2 separate regions of the Rattus norvegicus genome follow, and region 1 is linked to region 2. A link is a contact called in public Hi-C data. All regions are on one chromosome and are shown on one strand. Each heading gives the region's core, a stretch centred on a gene start, on an enhancer-like site or on the middle of the called end of the contact. The rest is flanking DNA. Distances are from core to core; before and after follow the strand shown. Region 1 holds the start of Fig4 (FIG4 phosphoinositide 5-phosphatase). Region 2 holds the start of Gtf3c6 (general transcription factor 3C subunit 6).

Region 1 (4,893 bases), core at 134-2,633, 1.1 Mb after region 2:
GTAACAAGCCATAACCCCAGAGCCATATGCTCTCAGGGGCAGCAGAGAGGCGGAGCCTGGGAGGAGGGACGCTCATTGGCCAGCCAGTCTGTCAATATGGAAGCTCCAGCTTTAATGAGAGACATCTAAAGTCAACCTCTGGCCTCCACACTTCTCCACGTGGGCACACACATGGACGTGCACTACATACACACACTATATTAATTAATTAATTAATTAATTACAATTTCTGACAGGGTTTGCCCTCCTCAGCATGGGTGCCACTGAAGACTTGTGGAAAAGAAATTCTGCTTTATAAAGAACACAACATCTCAGCCAGGTCCTCAGAATGCTCAGTTAAATTTCCTATGTGACAATGTATTTAAGTTTCTTACTAAGGACATTTACCAGCCCATTTTACAAAAAGTGTAAAGTCTTATTTCAGTGTTAAAACTGGGTATTTCTACGTGGCTCTCTGAGGAGATGTGGTGATAGTTGTAAATACTATTGTCCATCTTCTGGTCTTGATTCCATCAAATGGACTTGTTTACCAAATTAATTTAGAATCAGAAGTTGTACACACATAAAACAAAACAGACACTACTAGGACGGTGTAATGACTGAAACGGGGGTGGGGGAAGGTAAATACTTTCTTGTACTCCCCCTACTGAAGACTAGCCACAGTTCGCTGAAAATATACGTACGAGATACTCATAAGTTTGTGACTGTGAAGTAAATTATCTTAAACACACACCCTAATATCATGGTAAAGGCCAGATTCAGATAAGCCACACTATAGTAACTTTGTTTCCCAACCACAGAAATGAGAAAATAGTAAGTTCTATTAGCACCACTCTGCAAGCCGGAGAACTATTAACAGAAGTGTCCGGGTCACAGAACCTCGAATACCAGCAAAAACTGTGCATATGATTAAGACCAATCACAGTGATGGTATATCACAGAATCGCAAAATAGAAGCTACCTAGGCAAAGTTCACATTTTTTTTCATACCCCCCTGACTTAACTATAAGGAGTGGACTCAAGAACTTCAAGATTATGAGAAAGCAAGTAAGAGGAACTGGTTCAGAAGCTGTGCGCAGTTCCTGTATGCCACAAGCACCTGTTTGCATGCACATTTTCCAGCCAAGGTTCCAAAGCAGCACAGACGTGCAAACCCACCAGTGCCTGACTGCATGGTCCTGGCAGGCGAGCTTGCAGCGGAGCTTGCAGGAGAGGGGAGTTGTACCGGGTGCTGCCTCTTCCCTACGACTCCACAGAGTCCCCCGACGCCCGCTGCACTGTCCTCCCGCCCCGTCCCGCCGCTGCGGATACTCACAGCTCTAGTCTCATAGAGCACCAGCTTCTGGACCGAACTGATGATGGGGGCAGCGGCCGTGGGCATGGCTCCAGCCAATGGAGGCCTCACTACAGGGCACCAAGCCGCGGCCTAGGTCGTGACAGTTTCAGGGCCCCCCCCCCCCCCCCGGAGACAGAGGAGACTCCGCACGCAGACCCAGCACACCAGATCCACCTGACGATGACAACGTCGGAACCCTAAACCCTCAGGAGACAGCAGCAGCCCGGTGCTTCCGGATTCCCCGAGCCCCGCCTCCCAACAGGCCAGGTCCGGACGCGAGGGGCGGGGCTACAAGATCAAGGCGTCGCTGAGGGCGGATGCTAAGGGTGCCATCTTTCTTAAGGGCAAAAGCCAAACAAAAAGAAAAAAATCTGGTTTATGTTGATCTTTAAAGAAAAGAGATCAGGTGGTTGGGTTCTCCTTTTGAAGCAGCTTTTCTGTGATGCAATTGGTCTGTTTCTTCCTATCTACTCTTTATTTTCCTGAAACCTGTTTCCTGGATGCCAGTGATTGTCCCTCTTTTGTCGCCTATTTTATTCCCACGAGAGTCAATTAAAGCTCATATTGTGGCGGTATGGCCCACAAATCTTTCTTAATTACTTAGATGCAGCGCCTTTGGTATTTGCACATTTTATGTGTGAGGCTAACGGTCTGAATTCTAAAAGGGACCGTGCCGTGTAGGGGGCGCGCGCTGCTGTTAAGAGTCGGTTCTAGCTAAGGTAAGGTTTGCCCGTTTGCTGTCTGAGCATAAGTAGACAATATACGCACTCGCTTTGTTCATCGCCTCCACACTGTGGGAAAGGTGTTTTACAATTATGACTACATTTAAGCCCAAGCTTAAGAATTCACTCCGAATTACAGCGCCACCTCCCGAGGCCCCGCCCTCCAAGAGGCCCTGAACACCGCCTATAGGTTTCCAAGGCAACCGCCTAACAGATCCCTAGGTCCCCAGGAGATAGATACCGTTCACAGGGACCAGGTAAGCAAAGGCAGGAGGGCATAGTCCACCTTCTGAGTTATCAGTTGCAGGGAAGGGCCCTTCCGGAGGGGACCCCAGATCAGTTCATTTTCTTGCAAAGCTTAACTACGATCTCTTCATAAATCGACTTTTCAAAAAACCAGTTCTCCCTTCAGCTGAGGTATTTGCCTCACAAATACAGACTAAACACCTGCCTCAGAGTGTAACATAGTGGGGGGCTAAGCCAGCATAGGCGGGAAGTGATAGGTTTCACAGGGACCCCTCTGTATTCCAGAATTCACCGCTGGAGGGTTCTCATGCTGAAAAGGCAATGACACTTTAAAAATGCAAACTCATAGCTGAAAAGGATATTAAAGTTTGCTGTAGATTCACAGTTAGGACTTTACAAGGTTTCTAAAGTATGAGTATCTACTATAGGTTTCGTTTCAGTTTAATGCATCTTTTTTTTTAATTGAGAAACTAGAAAGGTGGCAGGAGTCTCAGTTCTGGCATTTTAGGCTGGTGTGTGTGTGTGTGTGTGCGCGCGTGTGTGTGTGTGTGCACGCGTGCATTTGTGTGTGCGTGCATTTGTGTGTGTGTACGTGTGTGTGCATGTGTGCGTGCTTGTGTGTGTGCGTGCTTGTGCATGCGTGTGTGTCTGTCTGTCTGTGTGCGTGTGTGCATCCATGTGTAAGCCAGAGGTTAGGCTGGATGCGCTCCCTCAGTCAGCAAGCCCCAGAGATCCGCCTCTCTCCATCTTGAATCGCACCGTTTAACTTTTCCACTTTGAAATGGAAACCAGCTCTTCCTAGTGTAAGCTAAACGTCTGAAGAGCGTTTTGACTTAAGAAAGTCACTTTTTAAAAATAATATAACCTGATTTTCAAATATTGTTTTCAATTATTATTCTATACTACAGTGGACCACTTCTCTTTGAGAACTCTCTTGGTTTACATCACGTGCCAAGTTGTTTCCAGAATCCCCAGAAGCTGGGGGCGGGAAGGGGCACTTGGAAAAGGGGAATATTGTCAAGCAAGCTTCTCGGTAGCTAAGTAGGCTCACTAGGGAATGAGGAGTACATACCTTGGAACCATTCCCTTTCCAGGAAGCTGTGGCTGGGGGAGATGGGGGAGTGGGGGGAGGGGCGTTGTGGTCGCTCGCCAACTCCTGTGTATAACTGGTTGAAGCCTGCTATGGCAGAGTAGGATGTCTTGGAAATTCCAGTTTGCCTGTACTCAGACAGAGAGGGCGTGGCAGCTTGGAGGAAGTTCACCCACAGAGTCCCACAAACTGGTATCCAAAAGTCTGGTAGTAACCTAGAAAAGTTGCATCGCACATGCATGAGGAGGGATCTGCTGCGTTCCACCCTGTGAGCCACTCATACCCACTGTCCCCACACTGAGGTGACAGCCTATCGCCAATCCTTGAGGCTAGTGACTAGGGAAGTTAATGAAGTCGGCTGCAGAGTTCACCACTGCAGTTAACCCTGGGCGTCTAACTGTTCAGTCATCTCCGTCTCTCTAACATCCCTAGGCTTTCCCTACTCTTGGCCAGGACTAATGTGAGTCTAAGTTGCTTGTCCTGCTTTCATTCCTGTGTTGTGGCATGAATACATGTCCTAGAGAATCCTGAGTTTAAGGTTACTTTTCCAACCCCAGCTATACAACACCAAGCCTACCTCCCCTGCCAGCCTGACTCCTCATAGGCTCCTCCTAGGTCCAAAAGTGACCAGTTGGTAACAATTCTTTTAGTTTTATGAAACCTTGACTGAGATCTTTGATACAACCATCTCTCCTAGCAATCAAACCCAGTCTACCACCACCAGAGCCTAAGATTGTGAGAAATTGCCCAAGTCCATCCGAATTGCCCGTGTCAATCACAGGGGTGTGGGGATGAGAGCCACTTCTCCTGTTTCTTGGCTCAGAGCATATTTCTAGTCCTGAAATACACTGGCTGTCTCTATCCCACATAATACTAAAGTGTGCCATACCGGGACCTTTGGGAGGTCTGTCTAACACGCAGGCAGCTTCTAAGCGAGCTGGGATGTGGTGGAGAAAGTGGATCTCACAATTGCACGCATCTTACACTCTTTACTGTAAAGCCTTTGATTTGATGCGATATCACGTGAGCTTCATGATGATAAATGAGACAATGTAACCATTTGTTAGCGGTGCTGGCCAACAGGCTCCAGATAGGGAAGGCACACTCTCCCCACCGCCCATGTCACTTGTCCCTCACGGTGGGAAGAGTCCCGCAGAGCCAGTCTGTCAGTGATGGGAGGTCGGCTCCTGGAGAGATTGTATCACACTAAACTCTTAGCATCATCTCTGCTGTGGAGATGTAGAACATCGGTTTAGTGACTATCGTGGAGGAGCCTCACTAAATCACGTCATAGTGTTAGCTACTTTATCCCTGCCACCAAGGCATTTCCACTTAGGAACCCGTAGGACTAAGAGGAGCCGGGAAAGACTGGCTGGCATCTGCGGGATGATTACCTTGCTCACCTGTTTGCTTGGTACATTTTCATAGGTGGATGGTTTGTGGATGGACTTGGTTTTCTATGCTGCAGAACAGATCGCTACAAATTTGACATCTTAAAC
Region 2 (4,603 bases), core at 1,658-4,157:
TTCCTGTGAAGGCCAGAGGGTATTGGACGCCCTGGAAACTGGAGTTACAGGTGGTTGTGGGTACTGGGAACTAAATCAAGGTCTTCTGAAAGAGGAGGAAGCACTCTTTAAAGCTGAACCATCACCGGGCTTGGTGGCGCACACCTTTAACCTCGGCATTCAGGAGGCAGAGGCAGGCAGCTCTCTGAGTTCAAGGCCAGCCTGGTCTACAGAGCTAGTTCTAGGATAGCCAGGGCTACACAGAGAAACCCTGTCTCAAAAGACAAAAACGAAACAAAGTTTATAGCTAAATCATCTCTCATTGCAGGAAAGTATCTCTGTAAAATTCCATGCTTATAGATAAACACGAACGTATTGAACCCTGGGTACCCCCACGATGATACAAGATACTGCATCATCCCTGGATACGTCCAATGAAAGACCATAGATCCTTTCCTCTGCCATAGGCACCACGAATCTCTCTCTCCTCACTGTCTCCCTCTCCTCAGCCTAAATACTTCTTCTGTTGAAGCTTCTGCCTGCAAGTTTGTGCTTCTCACCTCAGAAGTACTTGTTACCAGAGAAAAGGCTACCTCCTGCCCTGTATCAGTTTCCCAATAGATAACTAGATAACTTCCCCTCTTATCCAGTTTAGCTTTTCTGAGAGCTTCTGGTAAATCCTCCTTTATGTTTCCTCTGCATCTTACTTTCCATAGCAACATATATCCCCAATATCCCATAATATTCTGTCAGAGACACATGTACTGTCCTAACTCCATATTCTCATTCATATTCTCTCTCTCTCTCTCTCTCTCTCTCTCTCTCTCTCTCTCTCTCTCTCTCTCACTCACTCACTCACTATTTTTGCCTCTTTAACTTTTCCCCTCCTGGGTCACTCATTTTCTCTAGAAGTTATCTTGGATAGGAAAAACAAAACTGATCAATAAACAGCTTTCTGACAAGAGACCTGAATTAATGCCAAATAACAGAAGCTTTGAAAGACCACTCACTCACCAACCCACGGCAGGACGTAGACTACAGCAGGAGCAGTAATATCAAGGCAACCATTTTGCCCCTCCCTCTTGGGTGACTTTTTTTTTTTTTTAATTTCTCTAGAACCCCTTACAGAACCAGAACCAAAATGGTGATCAACAGGACCATAGGTCTGGCCAAGATCACCTATTCTGCCTCCATATTCCCTTTTCTATATAACATCAAAGTTCTTGTCAGCCCTTTGTGGATTATCTCCTTCCAACATGGCCACACTGTTTAAATCTCCCTTATCCTGCTGTTCATCTCTGGTTTTTGTTTTACAGGGTTTTTCTTTGTTTGTTTTTTCAACAGGGTTTCTGTTTCCTGGCTGGCTTGGAATTTACTATGTAGCCCAGGCTGGCCTCAACCCACTGAGATATGCCTGTTTGGGCTTCCCATGCATTGAGCGGGATTAAGAGTATGTTCACTATGCCTGAGTAGACTTTCTGTTGTTTTGAGACAGGGTCTCTCTATGGGTCTGTCTGTCTTGGAACTTGCTATGTCCACCATACTACTAATCTCTGATTGGTATGTTTGGGTAAGTGGCAGAAATTAGCTTGTTTAAATATTTGGAGCCAAGGATTTTGCCCAAAAACTTTTATAACAATTAACTTCATCCCCCCCCCCCCAGCCCCCAAGACAGGATTTCTCTGTGTAATAGCCCTGGGGACTCTCTCTGCAGACCAAGCAGGCCTCAGACTCAAGAGATCCTCCTGCCTCTGCCTTGAGAGTGCTGGGATTAAGGTATGCACCACCATCAGGCAATAACTTAATACTATAGATTGTGTCTTCTCCAGGTTTTTTGAAGACGGGATGGCTTTCTGTAGCTACAACACTCCCCGAATTCTAAGACTCACCAAAATCTTGCATTTATTTTCACATTTGGAGAGAAAGTCTGTATCAATAATTCCTGACAATTCCACCAGAACAAACTGCTCCTGGTGGAAGAAAGCAAAGTTAATAAGGTTGTATACGTATAAGTATAAGTTAGTAAGGTTGTATTAATAAGGTTAATAGGGGACAGTAAACAAGAAATGCCCCAAATTCCTCTGCGAAAACTCGATCTAGTTTCTGGTGGAAACCTACTACCTCTGGAACAGCCCAGACTACCTCAATTCTTTCTAGAATGGGTAAATCCGAACTGGAGCTAGCCCTCCAAGGCTTCTCAGGCTTCTGAAAGCAAGCGAGCGATCTACGGGCCTCCCTCACGCTGTCCGCATCCTGGACTCCTTTCCCCACCCTGGGGTGGCTCAGCCAAGAACGCCGACCCTGCAGGCCTCTGGCCCGCGTTTACAACCTCCTCTATCTCCTCTTCTTCCTCCTCCTCATCTTCGTCCTCCCAACTGGGATCCACTGCCGCCGCCATAGCGCTCAGAGACTCCATCGCTGGCCACGCCCCCTGCAGCCGCCATCTTAGATACGGGCAGCGGCGTCCCCTATCCGGCCATTGCGGCGCATGACGCACACACGCCTCGCCAGGGAGCAAGATGGCGACGCCAGGCTTCCGTAAGGGGCTCCCTCGTGGAGACTAAAACACGCTCCGAGCTTTGGGAATTTAGGATATTTAGCCCCACTTTGAGGAACGTGGCTCATAGAGCTCAGGCTGCTCTGAACTCAGTAAGTAGCTGAGATGAGCTAATCAACTGCATCCACCTCCTACTTAAAAACCTCACATACATTGTCTGCTGCACATAAGACTAGAGAATCAATGGTGGCCTACACCTTTCATCCCAGCAACTAAAGGTGCGGAGGGAAGAAGATTAACGCAAACTCTAGGCCAGGGTGGCTACATAGTTCACACAAACGCAGCAGCGATGCTACCGAATGTTACCCGGGGAAGATTGCAAGGGTGCAATCCGGAAAGGAGAGGAAACAAACACCCATCTCACAACAAAATGCAACCTAAGAAACCGCACACACCCTTTAAAAACCGGTCCGGAAGTGGTTTTGTTTGGGCGACTGAAGACACTGGCGTATGATTGGCTGCCATCTTCGATATGTTAATTATGGACGTAAATCTGAGTTAGTTTACAGTTAATAATTATTCAGGATGATTTTTTTTTGCAAAAGACTATATAAACTCAGCTTCGAAATGCATGTGTGTGGTATTTCTTTGGAGACTATTGCGGGGTGGGGGGGGGAAATGTCACCATTTGTAAAAAATGGGCTGCCGCGTGTGACGTCGTGGCGGTTGGCAGTGCTCAGGCAAGACTATACTTTCAGGGATCATTTCTATAGTTCGTTACTAGAGAAGTTTCTCTGACTGTGTAGAGCACCCGAAACCACGAGGAGGAGACGTAGCGTTCTCTCCTGAGCGTGAAGCCGGCTCTTAGTGTTGCTTCCTGCAACTGCTATTGGCCATTGATGATCGTTCTCGATCCTCTCTGAGGTTCGAGAGGGAGAGAACGCAGTCTGAGTGGTTTCTTTTTATTCCTTGTTTAAAGATTAGAACTAACCTTGGTGTTAATACCTAGTCATTGCGAGTAGGTATGGCTGCAAGCTGACCACAAAACGTCTCTAGGTCTGGTCACAGCTAGGTCCTTTTTCATTTGAAGAAGGTTTTCATTGTGTTTTCCTGTTTCTTCTCTCTACAGCTAAAACTAAAGGTTTTTTTCGTGCTAAAGCTGCTGGTGACTGGATTGCTTTTCATGTTGTCTTATGACAGTGCCTGCATGGTCACGTGCCCCACTTTTTTTTTAAATGTATCATACACAAGTTCACTGTAGCTGTCTTCAGATACACCAGAGGAGGGCATCAGATCCCATTACAGATGGTTGTGAACCACCATGTGCTTGCTGGGTGTTGAACTCAGGGCCTCTGGAAGAGCAGTCGGTGCTCTTAACCGCTGAGCTATTTCTCCAGCCCCCACCCCCTTTTTATTTTTCCCCCACTAACTTTTTTTAAAAGGCTTTTTTTGAATACTATTAACTAAATAAGAAGGGAGAAGGGATCCAGAAACAGTTTCTATGTTTTTAAATGTGATATTGATCGCAATATTCAAACACTGCCACTAGGAGGCGACAAGTGACTTAACAATCTGCTCCTTATTATTCTTTTATATGAAAAGCTTATATGAGAAAGTTTATTGCTTTCTTTTCTCTCTCTTTTTGGCTTTTCGAGACAGGGTTTCTCTGTTTATAACTGCCCTGGCTGTTCTGAAACTCATCTTGTAGATCAGGCTTGCCTCCTCCTGCCTTTGCCTGTGCTGGAATTAAAGGTATACACCACCATGCCATGTTTTATACCATAATTCTTGTAAAAGATCCTTTAGAGGTAACATTTTGTTTCAGAAATGAACATTTTGCGGTTACATAAGTTATATACAGTAAGTTTTTGTTATTCTGTTGTAAACTTGTACCTTACATGGATGAGAAAATGAAGTGCAAGCTTTGGGATGTAGCTCAATGGCAGAGCGCTTGCCTGAAACCTTCAATAAAAACCCTGGATCCTTGCCTGGCGGTGGTGGCCCACGCTTTTATACCCAGCGCTCGGGAGGCAGAGGCAAGATCTTTGAGTTTGAAGGCCAGCCTGATCTAGAGAGTGAGTTCCAGGATAGCCAGGGCTACACAGAGAAACCCTGTCTTAAAAACAA

What was found. A called contact is a pair of places that touch in the nucleus more often than the background predicts.
Region 1: a contact with region 2 is called in a Hi-C map of liver, with 6 times the contacts expected there. The contact joins the promoter of Fig4 here to the promoter of Gtf3c6 in region 2. A contact is called at or near these places in 2 of 12 Hi-C or Micro-C datasets (frontal cortex and liver).

What each region holds. Positions count from the first base shown.
Region 1 is chr20:46,305,094-46,309,986 of GRCr8, forward strand. It overlaps Fig4 (FIG4 phosphoinositide 5-phosphatase), which reads right to left and starts at 1,384. Exons shown (of 23, transcript NM_001047096.1): 1 at 1,316-1,384. The coding sequence starts at 1,381. Ak9 (adenylate kinase 9) reads left to right here and starts at 2,007. Exons shown (of 40, transcript XM_017601822.3): 1 at 2,007-2,055.
Region 2 is chr20:45,219,981-45,224,583 of GRCr8, forward strand. It overlaps Gtf3c6 (general transcription factor 3C subunit 6), which reads right to left and starts at 2,908. Exons shown (of 6, transcript NM_001108537.1): 1 at 2,309-2,908; 2 at 1,869-1,949. The coding sequence starts at 2,395. It overlaps LOC120099037 (small nucleolar RNA U3), which reads left to right and starts at 3,219; the gene lies at 3,219-3,432.